2 separate regions of the Rattus norvegicus genome follow, and region 1 is linked to region 2. The links are chromatin contacts, called in public Hi-C maps. All regions are on one chromosome and are shown on one strand. The core of a region is the stretch at or near the end of the contact, and the rest is flanking DNA. Distances in the headings are between cores, read along the strand shown.

Region 1 (5,820 bases), core at 3,286-5,785, 100 kb after region 2:
TTATGCTGCTGAAGTTTCCATGGGAGCTTGGGTTCTATAAGGCCATCTTCACTTCGAGGTGACGCAGATTTCATTTCTGGGGTTTGGGAGTGATTTTTGACAGCACTTTAGTTCCCCTTGTTTCTCATTTTGTGTGTGTGTGTGTGTGTGTGTGTGTGTGTGTGTGTGTGTGTGTGTGTGTGTCTGAGAAAAGACACACGGAAACTTTAGAAATTGGCTCTTGAAAGGGATGCTCTGTTTGTCTTTCACTGACAGGCCAGCCTCCTCATTTCCCTGAGGGGCCTGTCTGCCCCATCTCTGCAATGACACAAAGGAAACTGCATACCCTTCCTCAGCTCTGCTTTCAGCAGAGCCTGCCGGAACACAGGTGCTATCGGGACGCGCATGAAACAGAAGGTGAACAACTTCTCATCCCGCAGTGTAGCTGCTGTAACCCAGTTCCAGCTGGAAAACCCCAGAGCTGTGGGCCCAGGTCAGCCAACCAGTATCTCCTTCTTTCCCTGCTAGACCCCTGGGTGACCAGGGTGTGTCATGGAATAAACCTCTTTCTCGGATGGATACATACTGAGAACTCATGTAGTCCCTTACTGTAAGAGTCAGCTCTCTGCTGTGGTTTGAAGAAAGCTGTCCCCATAGGCTCTCCTTGCTCCCCAGCTAGTGGCAGTGTTTGGGTGAGGAACTTTACCTGAGAAGTACATCGCGAGGGTTGCTTTGAGGCTGAATAACCTCTCCCCATTTCCAGTTCTGTTCCCCGCCCCTCATTTGGGTCCCTTCTCCTGCCTAGGCACCTTCCCTGCCTGTTGCCAGGACTTTACAATGGACTCCCTCCTCTGGAACTGTAAGCCCAAGCAAACCCTTTCTTCCCCATGTTGTTTTCTTGTCAGGGTGTTTTTATCACCGAAACAGAAGACTCGAGCACTCGGCTGCATGTAACAATGTGGAGTAATAAAACCTCAGAGGAGAACACGGGTCGGGCAAGCTCAAGTGTGAGCCACTACTGGCCAGGAGAGGTACTGCGCAGAGCTTCACAAAGGCTCCGGGTTAGGGTTGCAATCCCTCAAGCAGGGGGACGAGGGAGGGGTGAGGGGTGTGTACTTGGCCGTCTTAAATTGGTCAGGATGCAGAGAAGAGTGATCGGCCCAGGAACGTCCAGGTCTGATCCGTGCTCCCCGTCTGGTCCGTGCTCCCCGTCTGATCCGTCCTCCCCATCTGGTCCGTGGTCCCCGTCTGATACGTCCTCCCCATCTGGTCCGTGCTCCCCGTCTGGTCCGTGCTCCCCGTCTGGTCCGTGCTCCCCATCTGGTCCGTACTCCCCGACTAACCCGTCCTCCCCATCTGGTTCGTGCTCCCCGTCTGATCCGTCCTCCCCATCTGGTCCGTGCTCCCCGTCTGGTCCGTGCTCCCCATCTGGTTCGTGCTCCCTGTCTGGTCCGTGCTCCCCATCTGGTCCGTGCTCCCCGTCTGGTCCGTGCTCCCCATCTGGTCCGTACTCCCCGACTAACCCGTCCTCCCCATCTGGTTCGTGCTCCCCGTCTGATCCGTCCTCCCCATCTGGTCCGTGCTCCCCGTCTGATCCGTCCTCCCCATCTGGTCCGTGCTCCCCGTCTGATCCGTGCTCCCCTCGGCACCTAGCAATCTCAGGGCTCACAGTAAGCTGTCAGGCAAACAACCCTTGCATTGGACCAGATAATGGAGTACAGGGACAAGGAACCAACCTGCTTCCTGCGTTTATCTGGATGGTGAGAGGGACAGGCGTCAGCAGAGGTTACTGAGAAAGTGGGAGGATATCCTGCAGGAGGTATTAGTTAGAGCTGATTGTTGATTAGGAAGGAGAAGACAGGACAGTATCCATGACTGAAAGGCCATTACAGAATAGAGCATGTGGCTACTTCAGAGAGGGGGAGGGACCTGGGCCACAAGCCTGAAGATGAGCAGCAGGTGGCAGCTGGCTAGAGACTAGTCAGCAGTTTCTCTAGCTCAGCCTCTTCCAGGTGACGCGACCTGTCACCCTCCCAGACTGCACACTGAGACCCTGAGCTGAGAGCCTGGCTAAGCTCTGTCCAAACTCCTGACTCTGGAAACTTGAAGATCAGCAGTGGATGCTTTGAGCTTTCATGCAGTTACTTGTGGCGGAGCAATAGAAACATCCTGATCCCTGGGGAACAGCTGGGGACCCGGAAGCATTCAGAGGGCTTAGCACCTGCTAGGAACTCTGTTAAGTTCTAACGAGGTGTGCCTGTGGATGACTAAACCCATGAGATGTATTAATTTCTATAGCAGAAGTGTTCTCTCCTTCAGCAGAGGTAAGCAGGTCCAATCCTGTCCATGAGCACATGGTCCAAACAGCTCCCTACCAGACAGTACACTTTACAAACACCGACCTGTAGGCCTCTCATCAAGGACCTCCCTCATTTACTGCCGGCTGGACAGTCATTAGCAAACATCATGGAAGCTCCTGAAAGTCACCCATTTCCAGGCAGGGATGAGCCCTGTGCATTTCAAACCTCATCCTCTGGCTCCATCTTCAGTGAAGCGACTCCTGAAGATGGCGAGAAAGATGATGACTCGACTCTGTTACTTAGAAAGTTTTATTTAGAGAAACATAGCACAGTACTGAAGCACCATTTGCTGTTGTCTGCAGACACAACAGCCTCTTTAGAGAAATGTCTGTGTGTGTGGTCAAGCACCTCCCATGGAAGCACTGAGTTCCAAGCACCTTCCATGAAGCACCAAGCTCCAAGCACCTCCCATGGAAGCACTGAGTTCCAAGCACCTCCTGTGGAAGCACTGAGTTCCAAGCACCTCCCGTGGAAGCACCAAGTTCAGCAGTGTGATAAGCTTTCAGACATGTTCTTTACAAGGTTATTTTGACACCATCATTTGGTCTCTGGACTTTGTGGAACGAAACTGAAGATGAACTTAAGTGTTTAAAGCTGTTCTTCATCAGCTCGGATTTTTTCACCAAATGACACAGCAAAAAAAAAAAAAAAAAAAAAAAAAGAATCATTAGTAATCATTAGAAATTTAACTTAGCCAGGCACATGCCTTTAGTCCCAGCACCTAAGGATGCAGAGCCAAGTGGATCTCTGAGTTTGAGGCCAGTCCAGTCTATGTGGAGAGTTCCAGAATAGCCAGGGCTACACAGAGAAACCTTGTCTCGAAACAATAACAACGAAAACAACAGAAGAATTCTGTAACCAGAGCTACACAGAGAAACCCTGTGTCAAACACACACATACACACCACCATCACACCACCAGAGGAGGGAGGGAAGGAGGGAGAGGGGATTTAACTTACACACAGAGCATCACTATACTGAATGCCTGCACACTGTAACCATGATGTTTTTAAAAGGCCAACTTGTGAAAAAGTGGAACTGATTGTGTCCGTTTTCCTAGGGAGCACTTATCACACTGCAGAATCCCACTGTTTTCTCCCGTGGTTGGGCAAGGAAGAAAGTGCCTCAAGACACACGAAACTTTGTGGTTTCGGGAACCTAAGAACAATGACTGATTAAAATCTACATGCTTCAGTGACAACTAATTTCACAGCTAAAAAGGGACCCAGAAACACAATACATCTAATTTAATGCAGGCAGGAAAACCAACTACGAATTAGCACTTATTATATTCCACATTTGACACAATAGCATCCCTGTCAATCTTCTAAGAGGCTTTCACTGTTCTTACGAGAAATAAGGCTAAAATGCCAGTGATTGCCCCAAAGGAGCCGTTCATCTCCAGTGCCTGCAGACAAAACATTAATTGGTAATTGCACGTTCTAGCCACAGCTCCTTTAAGAGGTTTATTCTGCACTGCTGAGACCAGGGCCTTAAGACACCCACTTCCCTCGTCACCGTCACCGCAAGAGAGCCTTGAACTCATGCTGAACTTGGAAAGTGGTTGTGACTCATCCCACATCAAAAGCTGAGACTCAGCCACTGCTCACAGGAAAGGCTATGAGCTCCCTTCTGAGCCTTCCCACCATCCTCCTCCTGCAGCAGACCAGTGCCTTTTAAATCAGATCCTAAATGCCAAGGAGCAGGCCTCCCTGCTGTTTCCCCTGCTTGCTCACTCTGCCTGCGTTTACAGAGGGCATGGGGTGTCTCAGCTGACTTAAGAGTTGGTGACACAGCAGCAAATCAGAGCTCCTGACCTTTGTAGATCTATTTGCGCTGCTCTGACACATACAGATTAAACCAGGCAGGATGCGGATCAGGAGAGGTGTAGACACCCGTCTTTCACAGGAACAAAGTCACAGGGTCTGGGTTTTGGGTATGTCATATGTGAAAACATACATGCAAAAAACACATGGGAGTGTGGAGCCCCTAACACGGCCACCGGGAAGCAGGATGATGCCCTGTAAGTGGTATGTTGTCCCCTTCCTCCTGACACGCCGGAGAGGGAGAGCAGGGACCAGACAGGAAAGGGTTAGCCTCATGGCTCCAGAGAAAACAGAACCAATGCTGGCTGCCTAGTCGCACAGGCTGCCGGCCTCCCTGACTGACTGCTGAGTCTGACTCCAGAGAAGGTGACTAACAAGAAGGCAGCATTCTCTCAGGAAGTGTGTAAACATGACCCAATTACGCCAAGTCTCAAGCAGAGGGCAAGAGCCTTCTCGAGGGCAAGGTACACCCCACTCAGTGTGGGGCTCACACTTCGGCAAGCACGAGCTGCAACAAAATACGTGTTGGTAGCTTTAAAAGTAGCCCCCGCCCAGAGCTGGAGGGCCTCTACTATGTGTCCCTTGGTAGGCTGCAAATGTGCCAGAACCCTGCTTCCAGAATGATCTGTACTATTCACTGCCACGCCGCTGTGTGGCTCCGGTTTGCAGGCCTCAGGAGTCCACTAAGGAAAGAAGTACTTCCCTAAGACTGGAAACAAGGTTAGTGGCCCCAGGGTGGTCATTTAGGGTCTGTGTATGTCCGTAAGAAAAGGAAGAGTGCTTACAAAGTAATTCCTACCATCATCACTAGAGAAGTGCTCTCAGCTTTCGGGTCACCAGACAGAAGGGTACTGCTGGGCATCCCAATACGGCCCCTTGGAGCTATAAACTCGACTACAGCACCGTGGGCCGCACCCCACAGGCTTCTCCTTATGTCCTGGAAAGGAGAGAAGCCGACTAAGCCAACTGCTCAAAACCACTGATATAGCTTTATCTAAACTTCGACTCAGAGAGCCTTTACGGCTGAAATAGTCATTGGCCTCTATGAAAATACCAGACCCCATAAATCACCATCTGTGGGACTCCGGACAGGGGGACCAGACATCGTGGCTCCTCCCAACACTACAGAGGGATTTTTGGAAGGATCTTTCCTGTGGCTATCTATGGTTTTTTAGTGATCATCTAGGTCTTTACTACCTGTTGCTACGCTCTGGTGCCCTCAAAAGAGGACCTGCCTGTTCATTTGTCACAGCTAGTACCAGGTGTGATGCCCGGGATGCTGTGGGTCCTCTCGGAGCTCTGGGTGAGAATAGGAGGGCCAAATGAAACAGAGGTTGAGGTCCCCAAGCACATTCCGACCAAAGGTTGCGCAGGATTAGCTCAGACCATTCCTGGTCTTCTAAAATAAAACATCGTTTTTTACTGCCTTCAAGTACACGTTATAGGTATATGCTACAAAAAGACGGAGCTTTTTGAAAAGAAAAATCTATATGCTAAAAAAATATTTTAAAGGTCATTTCGAAGTTAAAAAAAAGATAAACCACACACACACACACACACACACACACACACACACACACACACACACACACAGAGAGAACTGTAATGGAATGTCTCAGACATGGCAATGTAAAAATATACAAAACCAGTTTCTTA
Region 2 (5,218 bases), core at 338-2,837:
TCACCACATGACCTGTTTCCCAAGCAGCCAGAGCAGCTCAGCAGCAAAGCCCTGGATGGACCCCAAACTAAGGAACTGAGAGATCAGGGGTGATGGGGTGCAGAGACCATCTTGCCTGTATTCCTTCTCCAATAATTCTAAGAAGCCTCCTCAGCCCCTGGGCCAGCTCCTCTGTACCTCAAAGTAGAGCTTGTCTTCTGGGCCAGGCTCTTGCTTGTGGTGCTTGGAATTCATGCAGACATTGAGCAGCTTGCCCCCGGCCAAGCTGGGCAGGACTGTCCACAAGCCCAGGAGGATCAGCCACCATTGTGCCATGACCTGTTGAGAGGGGAGCCTAAGGTAGAGAGGACATTATTCTCAAAGACCAAGAAGGTAAGACCCACCCTGCTCCTGCCAACCTTCAGGCATTGGAGAGGGAGTAGGGGCTCCAGGGCTCCCTTAGGAACCCTGAAACACTCTGGCTGCTCCTAGAACCTTCTGTGTAGAGCAACATCACAGAACGTAGAGTATGACTTGGATCTGACACCCCAGTACAAACCATGGTAGAAACGTAGACACCAAACTGAGCAATAAGAGGAAAGAGAGAAAAAAGAAAAAGGAAAAACAGACAGACAGCTCTGAAGAGGAGGGCAGGTGGGGAATGTTTTCAAGCTGTGTTCACTTAGATGCGGTTTTGCTAGCTCAGTAATATATGGACTGGGAGTTTAGAGCTTTGGGCCCAGCCCGCAGACAGCTTCTTGGCCAAGTGACCAATCCCAGTAAGCAGATTCTCCTTATGGCCAAAGGATATGGTGGGATGGGGTGGTTGAGGCTGGCCTTAGCTTTCTCCGTCACGTGCCAACCCTAATTCTAGTCCCTAGGAAGGGTCCGCACCAGGCTATGGAGCTTCTCGGAGTAGCTCATCCCCACTCTGTCCCTGCAACCGCTGAGCTCTCTTTAGCTCATTTCAACCCACCCCAGTCTATCTCAGAGACACCCTAAGTGTCAGGCCATAATAGACAACGCTAAGAATCCTGCTGGCCTCTAAGGGCTGGGAGCACAGTCAGGCATGAGGAGCTGAGGAACCTTCCATCTTTAACCCTAGCACGGGAACATGGAGGCTGGCTTGTACCTTGGTGTTTGCGGATACATTTCCAGTTCTCTTCTGGCTTGTACTGGCAATGGGTGGGGGTGGAGAGGATGGACAGAAAGATGTACCCTCCCACCCCCGGCTAGAGCAAGGGTGCACCCTGCTCCAGGAGGGCTCCAGTCAGTCCTCACTGCCAGGTCTTCATGGCTCCTATGGCTCCTAGGCCTGCTGGGAGCATGCCCTACACATAGCAGTTTAGCCTATGTCTACCTCAGGACGTCTGAGATGTGGATTAGAGAGAGACCCAGATTCTACTGCAGAACCCACCCCGACCTCGAAACCTACGGCTGTTTTCCCACAGAGCTCCAAGTTTGCACAAAGAACAACTCTTCTCAAAGACCAGGAAGGTAAGATAGACAAGAGAGGAAAGATGTCAGTCCTCTCAGCGTTGTCTTCAGACTTACCCTCAAGGCAGGGCCCTCTGGTTGCTCTTCCTGGGCCCAGAGAGGTGAGCAGGCTCAGGGCACTCCACCCACTGGCCTTTTATTGCCCTTCAGCTTCTATGAGCTACAGGTGCGGAGAGCAGCAAGTAGCCAGACCTAAGCATCCTCCATGCCTTCAAGATAGAAAAACAAGACGTTTCGGTACCAGAGATCCATGCAGTGGACAAGTTCAACTCTCAGCGCTGCTGCTAACCTGCGAGAACTTGGGGATAGCTTAGATTCTATCAGTCTAGTGCTCTGTAATGAGAGCTGTTGGCAGGGACTGTCAGGAAAGAGAGATCACGAAAAGGTCACGGCACAAGGATGTCTTAACAGTTCCTTCATCTTTTGTTCTCGGAAGCGCGCTCTTCCTCTCCAGTGTTCCACGGGGCCCTTCTTCTGCTCAGCTCCCTGGGGCCCCTGGCTAACAGCATCCTCCCACAGCATCCGGAGCTAGCTTAGCAGCGCACAGGTGCACAGACAGGCAGCCTGGAGCGCCAAGGATTTAAGCAAAAATCAAACCTGAAACAAAAGCCGCCCCTCAGCCCGGGCAGGGACCGTCTGCATTTGTACCCGGGGCGTGGTCTGACCGCTGCTCCAAAGGTTCTGTAGGAGGTGATGCCTGTAACTTTACTTGTCTTTTATGTTCTGCCTCCAAAGGAGAAGTAGCCAAAAATCACTGAAATTTCATACAGAAACATAGTAAATAAATAAATAAATAACCCTCCCGCGTTTTCCGCTGAGGAAGACAAAATACAGCACACGATGTTCGGCTGCCAGTCAGTGTACAAAGCATATTAATTATGTGCAGGGAAAATGGCAGTTTCCACACGCGGGTACAAAGTATTGAACATCCAGAAGGACTAGTCATGGGACTGGAGCCTATGGCACTGGTACCCGGTCTGGCTTACTGCCTGCAAGAATTCCCCCAAATGAGCACTCTCTTTCAGATGTAGGGGAAACCGAGGCTCAGATAGAGGTCCAGAGAGCTGGAATCTGAACGAGGCTTGATTGACTCCATATTTAATGCTTATGGACCAGGTGAGGGAGGGGATCACCTCCAGGACCGAGGGGTAGGAACTGTCCAGGTCTTTTTTAAAAAGTTAAACATCACAGTCAGACTGGGATTAGGGGGGGGCATGTGCTGGCTTTAGGGGTTGGAGACAGAGCGGTGATGTTTATCAGCCCAACTTCCATGTGCTGTCTCCCACAGAGCTGAGACTCCCTTCTGGAAATCAGAGGCCAAATGGGAAGGCATTTCTGCCTCAAGGGTCTCCTTGTATCGGCGTCCACAGGGACAGCAGAGACGGGGACTCACACTTGTTCTGAATAGACACCCAGGGAGCAACGAGTCTTGACAAGTAAGCGATTTGGAATTGAACATTAAGTTTAAAATGACTGTGGATGTGGCAAGAGCAAGAATCCAGAAATGAGTCACACTCATTACTGGAATGGAAAAACGTCCTTCGCAAGGAGGGAGAGGGACAAGGAGGACGGCAGCGTTAGCCACCTCCAGGACAGAATTGTAGGAAACGAGTCAAAGTCGCGGCCAGCATGGGCGCAGGTGGACTGGGGGAGGGGCGATCGCAGAGGCTGCCTTTCGGAGAGCCTCCAGGCCAGGCATCTGTCCCTGGAGAAGCAGTTTGAGGCCCTTGAGCAGAGCTCATTTTGCCCTATTGTGTCCGAGTGTGTTCCAGAGAAATCTGTTTCCTGACTGAAGGCTGCTAAATCAGGGCTGGCTGTAGATGGTGCCACTCGGAGCAGCTGCAAACAACAACGGATTAAAGACCGGAGGAAGAGGTGCAGCCAGTTTAAGGGATTCTGAAGGGGGTGGGGGTGGAGTGACCTGAAGTCACAGGGATGCTGGAGGATGATGACTGTCCTGTCCCACCATTCGGGTTACCAGGCCATCCAAAACAGTGCCTCTGAAGACAAAAAAGCTCCCCAGGGCCTCTGAAGTCAGATGCCAGTGAGGAGGCCCCCTAGCGGCTCTAATTCTGAAGCCTCCTCCTTACCCTACATAATTAAAGCTTCTTTGCAAGTTTGTAGCTCCTGCAGAGGGGCAGCGCTCTTGGGTGGTTCACCCAAACGTGAGGTGTTGTTGACTTAACCCGCTTGTTTCTTTTTGCAGCTGGGGCCAGGCTCAGATACTGCAAACAGGTTCCCTCCACCGCACTATCCACGCAACAGTCAAGATGATACCCCCGCCCCCAGGGCGTTACTGTAAACTCTTCCAAACTGCGGGAAAGTTGAGAGAATTTCACAGTGGATACTCATCTCCAGTGTGATTTTATACGCTCTGTTTTCCTCTTTAAGAGGGAGGGCGTTCATTTGAGCCAACCATCCATCTCCTTCTTGAGGGATCTGTCCCACGGGCACCTGGAAGCAGGAACTGAGGAACTTCCAAGCCATTCAAGCACATCCTCAGCCAGATTCCAATATTTGTCACTTTTTTTTAAAACAAAAAAATGCCAGAATGATCCTTTAAAAACATAAAGATGGTTGCCAGACACTCGCATTTAAAATCTGTGTATCCATTAGGGTAAGTGTTTGTGGGCTCCCTTTTTAATATATATTTTTTTAAAATTTCATGTATGTTGCTGTTTTGCATGTCTGTATGAGGGTGTCAGATCTCCTGGAACAGGAGTTACAGACAGTTGTGAGCGATCATGTGGATGCCGGGAATTGAGCCCAGGTCCTCTGGAAGAACAGCCGGTGCTCTTAACCACTGACCCTCCTCACGGGCCCTGTTGTTAATCTAGTCCCCGTGTATTTCTCTATTTTAATCCGAGGTCCATTTTTTCCTTATTTGAATTAATTATTGGTCTGTGTGTGTGACCTGGATGGGGTAGGCATATGAGCCATAGGGAGAGTGCCCAGGTCAGAGGACAACTTTAGGAAATCACTTCTCTCCTTTCACCCTCCCTTGGTTTCACAGGCTGAACTCAGCCCCTTTCTTTTGTCTGACTCTTGTAAATCTGAAGCTGCCCTGCTCCCAGAGGGTGTCTCCCTGGCAAGGCTCACTCTCTCACAGCCCACTCACCCTCAGCCTCAGCGTCTAGAGACTCCTACACAGTTCTGGTTCCCAGAAGGGACCGCTTGCCTCTGCCCACCAGGGAAGATGCTCTGCGGTCTCTGTGGTTTGGGGAGACGCTCTCTTGGGTCTGATGTCTCCTGCTATAGCTTTGTTCCCACAGCTGCCTTCTGCCCCAAGGAGCACCTGTCAGCCTCCCCCAGCCTCCCTCTGTCCACGGTTCAGGCAGACACAAGCCTGACCAAGAGTGGACAGTCCATGGTGACGTGCCTTTAGAGAGCAGGAGCACTGGTCCAGACAGCTCCCTGGTTTACTATGACTCAGCCCCATGTCTTCTACTCTCTCCCTTTCTTTCCCATCCTCCTACTCTCAGACATCCTTCTCCTGTCTTTCAAATTATCTCCTGTCTTCTCCCATCCTCTTTCTTTTTTCTTATTTAATTCAAACCACGAGAGAACTTACTTTGAAATAGACAACATAAACCCCATTTGTCTCCATTTAAGGAACAGGCCTGATTTCAAAAAGAAGGCAATACATACCAGCTCTGGGAACAGACCATAGAATCCAGAACAAGATCACACACACACACACACACACACACACACACATTCACACACACACACTCACATACAC

What was found. A called contact is a pair of places that touch in the nucleus more often than the background predicts.
Region 1: a Hi-C map of Schwann cells shows a contact between it and region 2, with 1.7 times the contacts expected there. The contact joins the enhancer-like site here to the promoter of Izumo1r in region 2. A contact is called at or near these places in 3 of 12 Hi-C or Micro-C datasets (Schwann cells, frontal cortex and hepatocytes).

What each region holds. Positions count from the first base shown.
Region 1 is chr8:20,126,211-20,132,030 of GRCr8, forward strand. It overlaps a transcript of Panx1 not described here. Among named protein-coding and RNA genes, the nearest start is that of Panx1, 42 kb to the right of the region's middle. Within about 2 kb of position 4,536, at least 27 of the 93 cell types and tissues checked have an H3K27ac peak or open chromatin away from gene starts, as enhancers often do. A contact at or near this core is called in Schwann cells, where this site is marked.
Region 2 is chr8:20,027,991-20,033,208 of GRCr8, forward strand. Izumo1r (IZUMO1 receptor, JUNO) reads right to left here and starts at 1,588. Exons shown (of 5, transcript NM_001398801.1): 1 at 1,534-1,588; 2 at 178-318. The coding sequence starts at 315. It overlaps LOC134479994 (a long non-coding RNA gene), which reads left to right and starts at 1,106. Exons shown (of 7, transcript XR_010054081.1): 1 at 1,106-1,476; 2 at 2,765-3,351; 3 at 3,683-4,093.